2 separate regions of the Macaca mulatta genome follow, and region 1 is linked to region 2. A link is a contact called in public Hi-C data. All regions are on one chromosome and are shown on one strand. The core of a region is the stretch at or near the end of the contact, and the rest is flanking DNA. Distances in the headings are between cores, read along the strand shown.

Region 1 (4,749 bases), core at 1,559-4,058, 430 kb after region 2:
TACATTGTTACTTTAAAATTTTTAATTTCTAATGCAGTAAACATCAATAGATTTAACCCACATAAACAAAATCTCTTTGGGATCTCCAACAATTTTTAAGAATTTGAAGATTTCTTGGAAGCAAAACTTTTGAGAACTGCTGCTTCAAGCAGTCCTAGTCCCTTTCAATGGAAAATGTACATGAAAGATCACAATCTAAGAACAAAAGATGCTCATGATTACTGGTTTGGCAATTTCTTCTAGGCCATTATCAACAGGCAGAGCTAAGACAAAATGATATACATTTTTTAAGATAAAATACAATATGAGTTCATACTGATTCTTTCTGTTCATAATTTAAGACTATAGGATTTTTACTTAAACACATATAATTTATATACATATCTCCTTTCTCCCATACCAAAAAATACCAGTTTTTAGAGTACTCATGTAAACAGTTATTTTCAGTGTCAGATTAACAATACCACGATCAACACCACTATCCCCGATATGATTACTTAAAACAGGTTAAGATTTTTTTAAGTTTTTCTTTGTCTTTGCAGGTTATCTCACTGTAGATTTACAATAATTCAGTGGTTTAAATTTATAGTTGATCTTTGAAAAAAACAGGTTGAACTTCAAGGGTCCATCATATGTGGATTTTCTTCTGTCTCTGGCACCCCAAGACAGCAAAACCAACCCCTCTCTTTGCCTCCTTATGATTTTCTTAATAACAGTTTATTTTTTCTGGCTTACTTTATTGTAATAATATAGTATATAGTACATATACAAAATGTGTGTTAGTTGACTGTATGTTATCAGTAAGACTTCTGGTCAACAGTAGGCTATTAAGTTTTCGGACAGTTGAAAGTTATATGTGGATGTTTGAGTGTGCCGAGTGGAGGGGACTGGCACTTCTAACCCCATAATTGTTACAAGGGCTATTGTATTTAGAATGATGTGTACCTTTGAGATTACGCCACCAAGTGGACCAGTTAGAGCTACTGGTTTTTACTTGATTTTTTTATGGACTGCTTTTTGTAAATTTAATTTTGTTTTATAATGATATTGCTAAAATTAAAATTTTAGAAAAATTAAATTTAGCAGAAATTAATTGAGCAATGACTAATTTGAGAATCAGACAGCCCTCAGAACAACAGGAGGTTCAGAAAGTATCGTTCCACAAAGAGGCCAGGCAGCACTCATAGAAAAAAAACAGAAATGAGATACGGAAACAGCTTGATTGGCTACAGGTTGGCCTTTGCCTTATTTGAACATGGGCTGATCAGTCGACCACCTGTGATGATTGACTGAGACTCAGTTATTTGTTACAGAAGTATATTCCTAAGTTAAGCTGTGAGTTAAATTGCATACTAAGTTGGGTTGCAGTTCATTATATAAGGGCTCAAAATAGGGAGACATCTTTAAGCTAAATTTAGTTTCACAATGTGAAATATTTACTTGGTTCTAAAGTCAAATGTATGAAGTAAGATGTTTCCAGATTCTATCCCTGTCTCCTCTATCCTATTTATTTCCTCCACCATAGGTAACATCTTAAAAAACCTCAATTGTTTTCTTTCCCATTATTTTGAAATTTTAAGAAAATATGTATATATATTGAAATTACCACCATCTTTCTCTTTTTGGGTAAAAGCATACTGTATAAATTCCCATCCATTTTTTTTTTTTCACTTTATAATGTATCCTGGAAATCACACCACAGATGTATATAGAGTTCTTCCCCATTACTTTTCTCAATTATATTAGCATTTCATTGCTTTGTTGTGTGAAAGTTTTTGGGAAGCCACTGTTTTGGACTAGCCTCATGCACTAGGCCCCAGCAGACCAGACCAAATCAGAATGGAGTCGTTTGTGCTAAGTACAACGTAATCAAACTGAACTTTGAAATGGGCCAGTTTTCCAAAAAATGGGAAATTCCCCTAAGCCTGAGTCAGTGAAACAAGGAAGTTCCTTCTGCTTTAACTCTAAGAGAAAAATAACTTTGAAACGACGAGTCTGCTTTTTGTTCTGTTTCTGCTTTCTTCAGCCCCTATTTGCCAATAAAACCAACCGCCTCTGCTCAGCTGATCAGAACACTCATTCTACTTTATAGAATGGGGTGTTTTCTGAGTCTAGAATCACAAATAAGAGTCAATTAAGATTTTTAAACTAATTCATTGTAACGCTGTCTTTCGACTGTTGTACTATAATTTATTCAAGCATTCCTTTATTTAGGAATTTGGGGGTAATTTCCAATATTTTGGTATTACGAATCATGCTGAATAGTCGTGCATGCCCTTTCATATTTTCACCACACGTATTTTTGGGTGAAAGCATGAATGCATCCATGCAAGATTTTGCTAGATATTAAGCTACTCTTTTCACTATTTCTGTACAGATGGAGGGACAGATGAGACAGCTGCCTGGGGCACTTCAGCAGTTACTGGCACAGCTGGGATTTGAACTTGGATGTTAACTATTTTCATACACTCTCTAGGTCATTCCAAGGTGGCAGAGACAAGCAAATAATTTCGTATCTGGACAGCATATTCACTGAAACACTTATGCGTATCCTTCCTGCTCCCAGCATACAAGTTCTTCCTTAGCAAAACCTCCAGTCCTCTAATTTAGCATACTTTCGTCTAATCTGTCACTTTCCTCAGGCCTCAAAACTAAGAGCACTCCTCGTCCCCACCCGGTAATAATCTGGTCGGGTATAGCGGCGGTGGGCGGAGAGAGAATTGGAGGTGGAGAGCTTTGCGCATGCCCGGACACTTAGGACTCTGGGGCCCCTGCAGAGGCAGGACCAGGATGTGACGTAATAACCGCGCGCGGCGCCCGGCGTTCCCACAAGGTCGCTTTGCAGAGCGGGAGCGAGCTTAAGTAACTAGTCCCTAGTGCGAGGGTGGGTCGTGTCCTTTTGCCTTGGTACCAGCGGAGACATGACGGGGTATACTCCGGATGAGAAACTGCGGCTGCAACAGCTGCGAGAGCTGAGAAGGCGATGGCTGAAGGACCAGGAGCTGAGCGCTCGGGAGCCGGTGCTGCCCCCACAGAAGATGTGGCCTATGGAGAAATTCTGGAATAAGTTTTTGGAGAATAAATCCCCTTGGAGGAGAACGGTGAGTGACAGACCTCTCCGGTCCCCCCTCAACACACCCCACCGCGGCCAGCAGCCCGGACACTGAACGTCCGCTCCCTGCAGCCACACCAAGGACTGATAACCGCTCCGTGCTGGGAAACACTGGCCAGTCCCGAGAGCGCTCCTGGAGTCCCGGGAGGCAGGAGTCCGGGAATATGTATGGCTTTGAGAGAATCATGCCTTTTATTGTCAAGTACAGTGAGACGGGGGCGAATTTTAATACTTAGGTTTTCCAGGACGCTGCACATTTGGTTCTCTTTTGACTGTAGAAATCTTCCCTCAGAATAATAGCCAAGGACTCGCTAGAATTAAAATTCTGTGATTTAAGTATTTGAGGACACTTGTCTAACTTTTAAGTGTGACGTTCTAGAGATCAAGTAACACAGTATCCAACTACCAGAGGGCACAGCCAGCCCTTAGCTGGTAGTACAGCCCCATGTGATCCCCGTAAAAGACAGGGTCCTGTTGGTATGCCTTGTGAGTCACATTCAAGAGCTACCTTTCTAAACTACCGTTCTGTACTTTTAACACAGGGTTTCGTTAAAAAATGACATTTTGGACTTTGAAGAAAATCACTCATTCAAGAAATTTATTTTCAAGGCCTCTGGGTATTTTCTTGAGGTCTGTTATGGGTGATAAACATCTCAGAATTGCTTTCAGTTACCTACAACACTTACTGATAATAGTAGTAATAATACTAAGTAGCACCTGGGTGCTTGCTGTGTACTTGGCACTCTACTGAGGGTTTTACAAATGTTACTTCATTTCTTTATTCCTGCAAGGTAGATATTCCTAATCCTCACTTTAAATGTGAAGAAACTGAGGCCTATAAAGATTCAGTGATTTGCCGGTGGTCAGGGAGCTAGGAATTGAAGGAGTTCATATTGAAATCAACATGTACCTATTTCTTACTGTACTACAAAGTCTAGTGCAATAGAATTGTTGAAAATTTTTTCTGAGAAAGTGGTATTGGATACTTATTTATGGTGGTAAAATTCAACTCTTCTCTCACCCTTTGTATCCCTGACATTATCGGGATATTGGCAGTCACTGATTTAAGTTGACATCCCATCCATCAGCCAGTGATAAAAGGAAGTAAATAAATTATCATGTGTTGAAATTCACCTTACCTTAATGTATTCTTTTATAATCATATCTGTTATAATTCTTAGATTCTTGATTGTCCCTTCCTTGAATGGATAGGTGTTTTGTAATCAAATTGGAGGACATGGGAAAGTTCCATTTTTAGTTCTTTTTTAAAATAGTGTTGCAGAGGGCATTTTGGAGTGAGTTTGGGACACCCATTAGTATGTAAAATGTCCTTTTTCCAGCATTGGTGTTGTCAAGGTTTTCTGCCTTATACTTAAAATAATGTGAGTGCCATTGATCAATAAATAAGGGAGATGACTATACCTGAAAAATTATGAGGTTTGATTACTCTGGTTAAATACATTAAAATTATTATTTCATTAATTTGCTCTATTTTATCTTTAACAAACTTATAATAAGGGTATTTTTTAAAGTCTTTAAAAAATCTATAAATGCCTTGCTATATTCTTGCAAAATACTATTTAAGCATTTTGGTCTGGACTTTGTAGGTATCTTCTAGTGGACTCTGCATTTACTAA
Region 2 (4,481 bases), core at 1,031-3,530:
TGCAATGGAGTGTTATTCAGCTTTAAAAAGGAACTTTTTACACATGATATAATGTGGATGAAACTTGAGAACATTATATTAAGTGAAATAAGCCAGTCACAAAAGGGCAAATACTGTCTGATTTTACTTATATGAGGTACCTAGAGTGGTCAGACTCATGAAAACTGTAAGTAGAATGGTGGTTGCCAGGTGTTGGGGGAGGAAAAATAGGGAGCTATTTAATTGATACGGAGTTTTTTTTTTTCTTTTTTTTTGAGACAGAGTGTTGCTCTATCGCCCAGGCTGGAGTGCAGTGGAGTGATCTCGGCTCACTGCAACCTCCACCTCCCGGGTTCAAACAATTCTCCTGCCTCAGCCTCCCGAGTAGCTGGGACTACAGACGAGTTCCGCCACGCCAGGCTAGTCTCGAATTCCTGACCTCAGGTAATCCGCCTGCCTTGGCCTCCCAAAGTGCTGTAATTACAGGCATGAACCACTGTGCCTGGCCGAGTTTCAGTTTTTCAAGATGAAAAAGTTCTGGTGATTAGTTGCATGACAATATGAAGTTCCTGATAGTCTTAACTGCCTGCCATACATTTAGCTATGCATTGTGCTGCGTGATCTTGCTTTTCTGGCCACTAATACACTATAGACAATGGACTAGGCCTAACAAGCAGGACATGGAAACTCTGCCCAATTTTGCACATTATATAGTGAATAATGTAATTAGAATGATCCAGTTCAACTTTTGGATGCAGGACACACAAAGGCAGGTCAAAGAAGCACTCTTAACTGAGAGGGATGCTTAATTCTGAGGGAACAACAAAACTGGTCATGTCACCCGAGTTGCCTCTTTTTATCTTAAGCAGTTGTGAACAACATTCCTCAGCTGTAAGGCCTGTGTGGCTGCTGAGATGCTGCTTGTGTTTTCCCACTTCTTCATATGACCCTAATATAAACCTGCATCTTCTCTGCTAACAAAAGCAAGCCTGTCTTCTGTGTTTCTTGGAACATCCTCCCACCTTCTGTCTTGAAAGCTCTAATAGCTCCATCATACTGTTAAGTCTCTGCTTTTCCATGGAAGGAAACAATACTCCACCTTGATAAAGAATGTGACTCCGTAAGTCTCAATTTTGTTAAAGAAAAAAAAATTCAATGATACTTGCTGAAGCATGGTAAGGAGGACTTTATTCAGGAACTTCATGATAGGTATATAGAGCTCACTGCAACAGGATTTTTCAGTGGAAGAGAGATTGGGCTCAACTCCGAACAGCAGCATGGGCAATTGGGAATTTATGGCCAAGGAGCTGTGTAGGGGTCAGTGGATGGAAAATTACTAAGAGGAAACATCAGGAGTAAAGGAGATTCTGGCTAAATAGACCTAATAGGATTCTTGCTGGAGACAGGCCAACGTAATCAGACATCACCTGGGGGATGGTGGCGACTAAGGAACCTGATCAGATATTGAGAATAACCACATAAGGCGGGGTGGTGGTGGTGGTTCTTGCTAAACTGACTTAGCCAGGGTCTGTGCTAAAACTGGATTTTACAGGGCAGTGCACAGATGGGCCTAGCAGAAAATTCAGAAACGTAATTCAACCAAAGAATCTTTGCCAGTGTGTTGTATTTGAGAAAAATTATAAACTATACTTTTACCAACGAGATAGGGATTGTACCTTCTGCTAAAATGCCTTTGAATAATTGCAATATGATTCTTAGGGAACGTTCTGGAATTGCTGTAAAAAATCAGTACACGCATCTTATCCCTGCATCCTGCTTTTTTTTCCTCCGGATTGCCCCTCAGTTCATTTAGTGTAGACAGCACTACAAAAATCTTAGCGGGTTTCCCCATTCTGTGCAGGTTCTCCATTCTTTCCTCCCTGCACAAGGGAGAAAGCGGACTATAGTTTAAAAAGCAAGTGGCAGTGCTACAGCAGGTTGTCTGCAGCAGTAGAGATGGCCTTAAAGGTTGTGAACATCTCCTTATGGAGTATCGAGAAGCTGCACAGCCACCTAGAAACGTCCACAGAGGGACTTGGTCTGAAATGTCACCCAGTTCAGAGACTGTGAGGCAGTGACAGGCGAGTGGCCCTCAGAGCGATGGTGAGAGAGCTGGTTCCTACAGGCATAACTGCCACGATCCTCACTTGGACGACGGCCCAGGGAGAACCCAATTGGGGCGGACGCTTTTTGATCTGGGAACTGGGCAAGATTCTTTCAGCCAATCCGTTAGAGAGGTGCTGCTGACATCACTGGCCGCGCTCCAGTCGACTTCTGATGTCATCCCGCAGCGCCGGAAGCGGCGAGGCACAGATGAGTAACGTGAATTTGTCCGTGTCCGACGTCTGGAGGTAAGGCGGTGGTCAGCCTATCTTCTCTGCTGGCTGGGCTCAGTGCCGCGGGTGAGCGTTAGGCCGAGGCTGCTCCTACCCTTGAGTGATGTGCCTTGAATGACGCTGCTTTCATTCGCTGCTCTCGCAGCTGCTTTCTCTGTCCTCCCGTCCTACTCCCTTGGGCTGTTTCAGCGGGCGCTCCTGTTGGTCTTCGACCCACTTTGTGTTTGTTCACGTGTGCTTCCGACACCTGTACGTACCTTGCTCACAACACCAGCAGAAAAAATATTAGAGAGTAGGCCCTGGCCAACCAAGGAGGCGGCCCAGTTTGTCGGGAAGGACAGCGTTTCCGCTAGAAATGCTTCGTGAAAGGCACTTGAGGGACCTTAGCAGCATCCTCAACAGGCCTTGTAGGAATGCCAGAAGAAGCAATCCTTGGCCGGGCGCGGTGGCTCATGCCTGTAATCCCAGCACTTTGGGAGGCCGAGGCGGGCGGATCACCGGAGGTCGGGAGTTCGAGACCAGCCTGACCGACATGGAGACTCCCCGTCTCTACTAAAAATACAAAATTAGCCAGGTGTGATGACACATGCCTGTAATCCCAGCTACTCGGGAGGGCAAGACAGGAGACTCTCTTGAACCCGGGAGGCGGAGGTTGCAGTGAGCCGAGATCGTGCTGTTGCACTTCAGCTTGGGCATGCCAAGAGCGAAACTCCGTCTCAAAAAAAAAAAAAAAAAAAAAAAGCCTTTCCCCATACATACCAGTGATAGTGGCTCAACATAGCAGGGATGAAATTTCTATTTGGAATTACTGTGGTCTAGGTTTGGAACTTTTTGGGATTGTTCATATGCGAGACAATACAGATTTGTGCTCGTTCTTCTTATACAGTTATTGCTTTTCTTTCTGTCTTGTCTTGTCTTCTCTTGTCTTTTTGAGACAGAGTCTCACTCTGTTACCCAGGCTGGAGTTCAACGGCACGATCTCGGCTCACTGCAACCTCCGCCTCCCGGGTTCAAGTGATTCTCCTGTCTCAGCCTCCCAAGTAGCTGGGATTACAGGCGTGTGCCATGACGCCTGGCTAATTTTTTGTATTTTTAGTAGAGATGGGGTTTCACCACAGTTATTGCTTTCAAATGATCTTTTTATATGTCCACAGCTCCTGCTTGCCCTACCTTCACTATTAACAACAGCAATAATAGTGTTGAATGCTTTTTATCAGACACTGAGCTTTACATACTTTGTCCTTTAGCTCTTGTGACAATCCCATGGTGCAGAGCAATTGTTAATACCCCTTGACACTTGAGGGAATGAAGACTTGGAGAGGTTAAATAACTTGCCCCAAGTCACACAGCGAGTAGGTGGTAGAACCAATATTTGAATTCAAGCAGTCCGACTTCAGAGGCCTTGATCTTCGCCACTGTTCTATATTGTTTTTCTTCGACTGTCCGTTAAGTTCCCAGACACCTACTCTTTGTTACCTTTTATTTTATGGAGAAAATTAGGGTCATGAGACGTGCTTTCCCTCACATTTCTGCCTCTGCTTTCCTTTTTAAAGTCATCAAGATTTATACCCTTTACTTTTCCTTTTGTCTCAGAGGATGAATTGTCTTTCTAATCAAAGCAATTTCTTTGTATTTGCTTCTGATATTTTATGCTGTCACTTATGATACCTTGTTTTCATTTGTCATTTCTGTCTTCCAGTCATGTATAAACAAGGCCAGGTTTCTCAGATCTCTGACAATTCCCCCTGCCGAAGAAAGAAAAAGTCCTTGGTGATCCATTTTAACTTTAGCTGTCATCCAATAACTTTCTTTCCCTTTATATCTAAACTGTTTTAATGAATATTCTAAACTCTGCCTCCATTTCCTCACCTTTTGTTTCCTTCTGTATCTAGCTCTCAGACCCATCATTCCCCTGAAATTTCACCCCAAGGTTACCAGTGACTGATTATCAAACCAGGTAGACATTTTCCAATTATTGCTGGATCTCTTTGCTGCTTTTGGAACTTGGTCATCCCTCTTACTCCCTTCTTCTTTGCTTTACATGTCAGTGCTCTCAGATGATTTATTCAACAAGTATTGATTGGGATACAGAGATGAACAAGGCAGATAAAGTGTTTTCTCTTAAGGAATTTACATTCTAGCTGTTCTTCATGTGCCTTTCTTACC

Evidence for each region. Hi-C and Micro-C count contacts between places; a contact is called where the count stands out from the background.
Region 1: a contact with region 2 is called in a Hi-C map of fetal cortex germinal zone, with 4 times the contacts expected there. The contact joins the promoter of NDUFB6 here to the promoter of APTX in region 2. A contact is called at or near these places in 2 of 14 Hi-C or Micro-C datasets (fetal cortex germinal zone and fetal cortical plate).

Annotation. Positions count from the first base shown.
Region 1 is chr15:66,800,288-66,805,036 of T2T-MMU8v2.0, forward strand. It overlaps NDUFB6 (NADH:ubiquinone oxidoreductase subunit B6), which reads left to right and starts at 2,809. Exons shown (of 4, transcript NM_001260997.1): 1 at 2,809-3,101. The coding sequence starts at 2,922.
Region 2 is chr15:66,370,507-66,374,987 of T2T-MMU8v2.0, forward strand. It overlaps APTX (aprataxin), which reads left to right and starts at 2,281. Exons shown (of 8, transcript NM_001266434.1): 1 at 2,281-2,330. The coding sequence starts at 2,293.